Linked DNA regions of Sus scrofa: region 2 is linked to region 1. Evidence: chromatin contacts called from public HiChIP or PLAC-seq data. All regions are on one chromosome and are shown on one strand. The core of a region is the stretch at or near the end of the contact, and the rest is flanking DNA. Distances in the headings are between cores, read along the strand shown. Region 1 holds the start of ZMYND8 (protein kinase C-binding protein 1). Region 2 holds the start of ARFGEF2 (brefeldin A-inhibited guanine nucleotide-exchange protein 2).

Evidence for each region. HiChIP or PLAC-seq counts read pairs in DNA pulled down with a chosen protein or histone mark.
Region 2: an H3K27ac HiChIP or PLAC-seq map of alveolar macrophages shows a contact between it and region 1. The contact joins the promoter of ARFGEF2 here to the promoter of ZMYND8 in region 1. A contact is called at or near these places in 2 of 47 Hi-C or Micro-C datasets (heart right ventricle and liver) and 1 of 2 datasets of contacts at active chromatin or transcription factors (alveolar macrophages).

What each region holds. Positions count from the first base shown.
Region 1 is chr17:49,389,023-49,392,547 of Sscrofa11.1, forward strand. It overlaps ZMYND8 (protein kinase C-binding protein 1), which reads right to left and starts at 1,396. Exons shown (of 26, transcript XM_021078039.1): 1 at 1,121-1,396; 2 at 195-428. The coding sequence starts at 208.
Region 2 is chr17:50,630,103-50,633,431 of Sscrofa11.1, forward strand. ARFGEF2 (brefeldin A-inhibited guanine nucleotide-exchange protein 2) reads left to right here and starts at 1,742. Exons shown (of 39, transcript XM_003483981.4): 1 at 1,742-2,049. The coding sequence starts at 1,929.

The DNA.
Region 1 (3,525 bases), core at 146-2,645:
CAAGCTCTGGCTAATGGCTACTTAGCCATGTGACCCAAGAAAGCAAAAAAATTCTCTCTAAACAGTTCCAAGTTAACCTAAGTGCTGTGGGGGTGAGTGTGGCACGGCCAGCCACAGAGAAATCACACTGCTCGCCCACAATGCGGATGTCTCAGAGGGAGGGGGAGAAAAGATGGTTAAAAAGTCGAGCTTACCTCTGTGGATGCATTGTTAACACTGTGTAATGTCAATACTTATAAAACATGGAGGACAGGCTCCTAGTTCTCACAGAAAAAGGGTTTGGCACTTCGGCTTGATGATCTGGCCGCCTAATAAAAGCTCATCCCCGATTGGCTGCCCCGGCAAATCGGAGTGTAAGGCGGCCTCGGATTGGCGGAAACACTTCCTGAGCGATTATCTTTGTGAGGCTCTGGTGAGCAAGAGCCATCCTGTGCATAGAAAAAGACAGGCTAAGCTAGGCCTTTTGCAGCAAGAAAAACTTAGGGAAGGGGCCCCCAGACGCCCTTCTCCCACACCCTGGCTAGAGTTCCCGGCACGGGCAAGCCAGTGCAGCCAGCCTGACCTGCTCCAGCAAAGCCTGAGGCCCGGAGGCCCCAAGCAAGAGCGATTTGGGGGTGAGCTGGAAGGGCTCACCCTCATCTGCCCCCACGGAAACGGCTCTCTCGCTGGGAGGAAGGCTGGTCCTTTTTCTAGAACAATCCAGCAGAACGTTCTTCCCCCACCCCCGCCCCCGGCGAGGTGAGGGGCGGACTGAGGCCGAAGCGTGGGGAGCCCCAGGAAAACAGCCCAGGGAACAAGAAAAAAAAGAGGCTGGAGGCAGGCCTCTGAGGCCGAAGAGACCGGGCAGGCGAGCCCCCCAGATGGTTCCAGAGCAGCCCTGGCTTCTCAGAGGACAGAGGACTCGGGCTGGCAGGGAGGAGGGGCACCCAGTGGTCAAGTTTGCATAGTCATTGTCAGACTGCCTCCTGGACAAAGCAGGCCAGAGAGCCCTTCGCCTCGGCCCAGAATCTCACCTCTCACCGCCCCCCACCCCCATCCAGAGCTCCAACGAAAACCAAATCCGGCTCCTGCCTCCTGGCCGGGATGCCAGCCCCGCACCCCCAGCAGCTTCGGTCCTTACCCTAAGAAAGGCCAAATGCGCTCCTAGCAGGCCACATGCCTAGAGCTACAGACTTCCCTTCCCCTCCCGGCCCCCTCCCCCACGGCGGAGGCCTGCTAAACCTGTCAGTTAAACAAAAATCTGACTTCCGTATTAGTCTGCGATGGCTTCAGCTTCCTGCCTATTAACCCTCTCTCGGACTCTGGGCCTGGCCGGGAAAAGCTAGGCCCTGAGAGCGCAGAAAAGGCCTGTGGAAAAATACCAGCGGCAGCTCTCCCGGCAGATGCAGAAAGAGAGAGAGAGAGAGAGAGTGAGTGAGCCGCTGTCTCTCGCCTTGGCTTCCCAAGGAGGCGTGTACCTTCTGAATCCAGGGCACAGGCAGTGCCTCTCGGGCTGAGAAGCCATTTAAATCCAGAGGGAGAAAGAAAGATGTCAAACCCAGCCAGGGAACAAGAACCCCCATTATTAGTCAGGCCTACACCCACTGCTTCGCCCTTCCTGCCACAGTCATCCCTGCATGGGTCTTCTGGGGGAGCTGGGCCCTCAGCGGGCAGACAAATCCCATGAGCTTTATAAGGATTTTTGCTGAAATTTACTTCCACGGCTTCTCTGGGTCCCCACAGGCAGATGGAACAGCTATTTCACACACAGCCCTACCCCTTGGCAATCCCCCCACCCCCATATCTCTGGCACTGCTCCCCAGTAAAACATTAACTCGTGTTTCAGAACTGCTTATAATTCCACCCATTTCAATAGTATTCGGAGGTCTTTGCCTGGTTCCTCCTTTGTAACTGGTGGGCAGCCCGAGAAAGAAAAGGCAAATCCAAAAGGATCTTTAAAAGTCCACACGCACTGGCTTCTTTCTTTAAAAAAGACAAGGTGCTTGATTAACAAGGTTTAAAAACACAAAACAAAACAAAACACCCCAGCAAGCTGGAACCCCAAAGGCTAAATAAACCCCATTCTTGAGAGGCTGGAGAAAGCATCCCGAGGTGACGCAGCCATATGCCAGGAGGTAAAAGTATGGACCAATAAAGCCTCCCCTTCTCCTTCTAAAATTAGGGCTTGTGGGCTTTCTCATCCCACACAGTCCGCTGCCACAAAGAAAACGGTGGCGCTGATGGCCTGCTCGCCCTGCCCCCGTTCCCCCACCCCCACCCCCACCCCCACGGACGACAGATGCCCACCGAGCACACATAAATTCTTCCTGGCTGGGAATCTTATGTCAAATAGGAACAAGCCAAGAACCCAAGGACACGGTACCGCAGGGGCAGGGCCCCGGCTTTATGAAGAGGGAGGGGATTTCGTTGCTATATTTTAGGCTAAAGAGGCCAAGATGCGGGGGAGGGGGGGGGCACTGCCGCCACCACCACCAGATCTGACAAAGGACAACAGGCCTGGGCCTCACCAGAAGGGAGGGGCCTCCTCTTCCTGGGGGTGGAACTGAGCCCAGGGAGACCAGACCGGGGACAGGAGGCCAGAGCTCATCAGCCTCTGTGCTCCCGCCTGGCTGTGTGGGCAGCGGCCATCCACAGCCATCCCATAAGAATACTCCATGTGTCTGTGTGTGGGTGCTGCTTTGGGGAAAACAAATAGAATGAGGAGTTTCTGGCCGATCTAACTTCCCGACCCCACTTGAAGAAATAAAATACATGGCCGTTTCGCGTGGTGGATTTTACCCTGGGATTAAAGCTTGTTGCATAAGCAGCTGCAGCATCCTCCCCCCACCACCCCAATCACTTGATCACTTGAAATGTTTTCTGGGGCAAAGAGCAGGAAGCTGCCGGCTTATTCTGGCAGCTCTGCTCTGTTTGAGGAATGCTGTTGGCATTCGGGTAGGTCTGAGGTTATCTGGAAAACAGCAATTCGGCTGGGGACAGAGACAAAGGTATGGTGGCAGATGGAATCCTGGGAGGGCCAGGGATTGAAAAAGGAAGCCCAGGCCAGGCCTACTAAGGGCCAATACTGGGTCTGATGGAATGTTGCTGATAAGCAGAGAATAAAGAAAAGCAAATGCTGCCGGCCTCAATCGAGAGATTATCCAGTGAGGCCTCTCAAACCCCCAGTGCACAGAGTGGTCTCAACAGCGTCTACAGGCTCGCCCTGGGCCTGGCACTGGCTCAGTCAGCACTTTACGCAGCCTGACTCCCGGAGGTAGGGAGCATTGTTAGGGAGCTGGAACAGAGCCCAGAGAGGTGAAGCCAGCTGCTCAAGGTCACACAGCAGGCCGGTGCCAGAGGTCAGACTTCCACCCCAGGGATGACTCCACATTCCTGAACCCTGTGCCTTCGCCTTTCTCTAAAGAAACAAAAGAGAAGCCGAACCAAGCAGAGCAGATACAAGGCTAAAATCTACCAACAGCAACTGCAGGATCTGTGTTTTCTTTCGGGAGTTTGACTCCTTTGCACATGAGCTTTAAGTAGTAC
Region 2 (3,329 bases), core at 492-2,991, 1.2 Mb after region 1:
ACTGGGATAATGGGCTTTTCTCTCCATGTGCTATTTCTTCTAGTTGCTTCTGCACATCTAAAAGCCTCAAGATCCCTTGGTTCTGGGAGAGCTCACCCTTCTTTCCACCATAATCTATTGGTCAAGGCAAGTCACGGGGGGTGGAGAAATAGACTTCACTTCTCGACAGGAGGAGCTGCAAAGCTACACGACAGCAATGGAATTTATGGCCATCAAACCTCTCCCTTGCTTTGGACCAGGCCCTGGGGATGCAGCCTGTCCCTCTGCAGCCCACACCGGAGGCAGAGGACAAAACAAATCAACAGTGAAAAAGGTCAGAATGTGCTGTAGGGAGAGAGGGCCTCCCTGAGATTCTTGAGCTGAGACCTGTGCATTGGAGTGTGTCTGTGTCACAAGTTTCCGAGATTCCAAGACACTGTCCTTGCAAAAGACACTGTTCTTGCAGGAGCCCAACAGCATGGCAGCTCCCTTGGAGCAGGTGGGCCGCATGAAAGGAAGGGCACGGGCAGACAGGACCAAGGGTGTGGTGCTATCAGTGGCAGTGGCGGGGAGTGGAGGGTGCCCCTGGGGCCAGAATACCTGTCTCCTTACCCTCACTGGCAGGCTGTGTGACACTGGCCATCTCTGTTTCTTCCCTTTCTGATGCCCCCTGCCCCCAAATGCCCCCCTGCCTCACACACTGCACTGGGAGGAACCACAGCTTTATGAAAATAGATGGACACACTCCACGGGGAGGTGCAGTCAGAGTGGTTTTTCCCAGCAGCATCATGCACAGATGTGGCACCAGAAGCACAGACGTTCACTGGACTGGATACCAGGACTCAGCTCTATTCCAGTGATGGGAGGGTTGAATGGAAGACAAGTGGTTGTCTTGCCACGGGGGTGGCGAAATCCTGTTTTGGGAGTGTGCATGAATACACCTCCTTTATTTATTTATTTATTTATTTATTTATTTATTTATTTATTTTTGTCTTTTTAAGGCCACACTCATGGCATACGGAGGTCCCCGGGCTAGGGGTCAAATTGGAGCTGTAGCTGCTGGCCTACAGCCCCAGCCACAGCAATGCGGGATCTGAGCTGTGTCTGCGACCTACGCCACAGCCCACCGCAATGCCAGATCCTTAACCCGCTGAGCGAGGCCAGGGGTCGAACCCAGGTCCTCATAGATACTAGTTGTTGAGCGCTGAGCCACGACGGGAACTCCAATACACCTCCTTTTAATCTCCCTCCCTTCCTCCAGCCCTTTCCCTCCACCCCTTCCTTTGTGCTCTCCCTCTCCCAGGCTGTTTTCTTATCTTTCTCACCTCCTTCCCTTCACCTCCCTCCCACACCATCTCTTTTTCCATTCTATTCCTCAGCCCCCTCCTCCTAAGCTCCCCTTCTTCCTGCCTCTCCTCTCTTCTTCCCCCGCCCCGCGCTTCTCCTGAACCCTCCCCTTCCCCCGCCTCTCTCCCCATCTCCACCTCCCTTCCCCCGCCCCAATTTCTCCCCGACCTTGGAGCCTCCCCTCCTCACCATCTCACCTGCTCTTCCAACCCCCTAGCTTCCTCTTTCCTCCTCACCTCCTCTGACTCCCTTATTGCCTCTCTTCTTTACCTCCTCACCTTCCAACTTTTCCCCTGCCTTCCTCCACTATTAGCCCCACCGCCTCGCCCACCTGGGCCCGCCCCGCCCCGCCCCCAGCCATAGGCCCCGCCCTCTAGGGGGTCACGGGGTCCACGGACGCAGCCGCGGCCCCGCCAGTCACGTAGTCACGTGATGCGCTCCAACATGGCGGCGCCGTGGGGCCGCGGCGTCGCTTCCTGACTGGGCGGTGCGGACGGACGCGGCTGGTGCCGTCCTGGACGCCGGGCCCGCTGCCTCGCTCGCCCGCCCGCCCGCTTGCGCCGCTCGCCCGCGGGGCTGCCAGCCCCCGCCGGGCCGGGGCCATGCAGGAGAGCCAGACCAAGAGCATGTTCGTGTCTCGGGCCCTGGAGAAGATTCTAGCCGACAAGGAGGTGAAGCGGCCCCAGCACTCCCAGCTGCGCAGGGCCTGCCAGGTGGCGCTCGGTGGGTGAGCCGCCCCGGCCCGGCCCCCGCGCCGGCCTCCCCACACCGGCCGTTACCCCACCCGGCCTTCTGGGCGTCACTTCCCCCTGACCCTGAATCCTACCTTCCTGGCCTCCTCATTATACCCCCAGGGGAAACTGATGCCCCGGTAGCTCGAGACTGGCCCAAGGTCACCTAGCAAGTTGGTGACAGCCAGGGCTGGGTCTCCAGGGTCCCAGCCCAGGGTTTTTGCCACGACTTCTTGCCCTCCTGTTTCCTGTTCCTTCCCTCACCACCCGCAGAAGCAGCAGCCCTTGCTCTAAGTTTTTTCTTTACCTGGGTTTTGCTGGTTCGAGTTCCCCCATGTAAGCAGAGCAGGTGGAAAGAGCTGCCCAACTAGTTTAGGGAAACCCCTGAGACCTGCTTTGAAAGTGCCCAAATGATGAATGTTTTCCTTTCATTTGAGGATCGCCCATAACTCCCTCCAGAAGGCAATGTAGAGGGTTATCCTGCACCTCCCAGGTATCGTGGTGTGCAAAGGATCTGCTCATTCCGGGCGGTCCGGTAAAATAGAGGGTCTGTGAGGACAGAAATATTTGTCTTTTATTCACCGCTGGATCCCCTGCACCCACAACAGTGCCTAGCACACAGTAGATGCTGATTGTATGGACCCACAGATTACTGAAAGAGGGAGAGAACTCTGATTCATAGCTTGTTGAAAACCTTGATGATTGATTCCAACATCAACATCTTTTAGTTTCAGTCATTCAGCATATATTTATCAAATGCCCACCTTGTGTAGCAAGATACAGTGGGGTACTATACAGACAAGGTATTTGGCCTTAAAAGAGCTTAGACTTTAATCGGTGAGACTAAGTAAATTTAAAAATTATCAGACATTTTTGAATACTAAGTACTTTTGTAAAAGTAACTTTTAAGGAATTACTTTTGTAAAAGTAAAAGAAAAGAGCAAGATGTGATCAAGAGGCAGTCGGAGGATTGCTTTTCATAGGGTCCTCAAGAAAGTAATCCTTTCTGAGGAGGTGACATTTGGGCCAAGTATTGGAAGGCAGGAGGTGTCCACCATGTGGAATTTCAGAAAAAGAGAGTTCTAGGCAGTGAGAATCTACACCTTTGACAGGAATTGGCTTCACAGTAATTCACCACACCACTACTTGTGGTTTGGAATCTGTAAAAATACCTGGTTTCCCTAACAGTTAATTAAGTCAATGGAAAGTCTAATTTTCTGTCACAGGGTTTGTGACATCACCCTTCTCCCTTCCTTCGGTGAAGGGTACTCT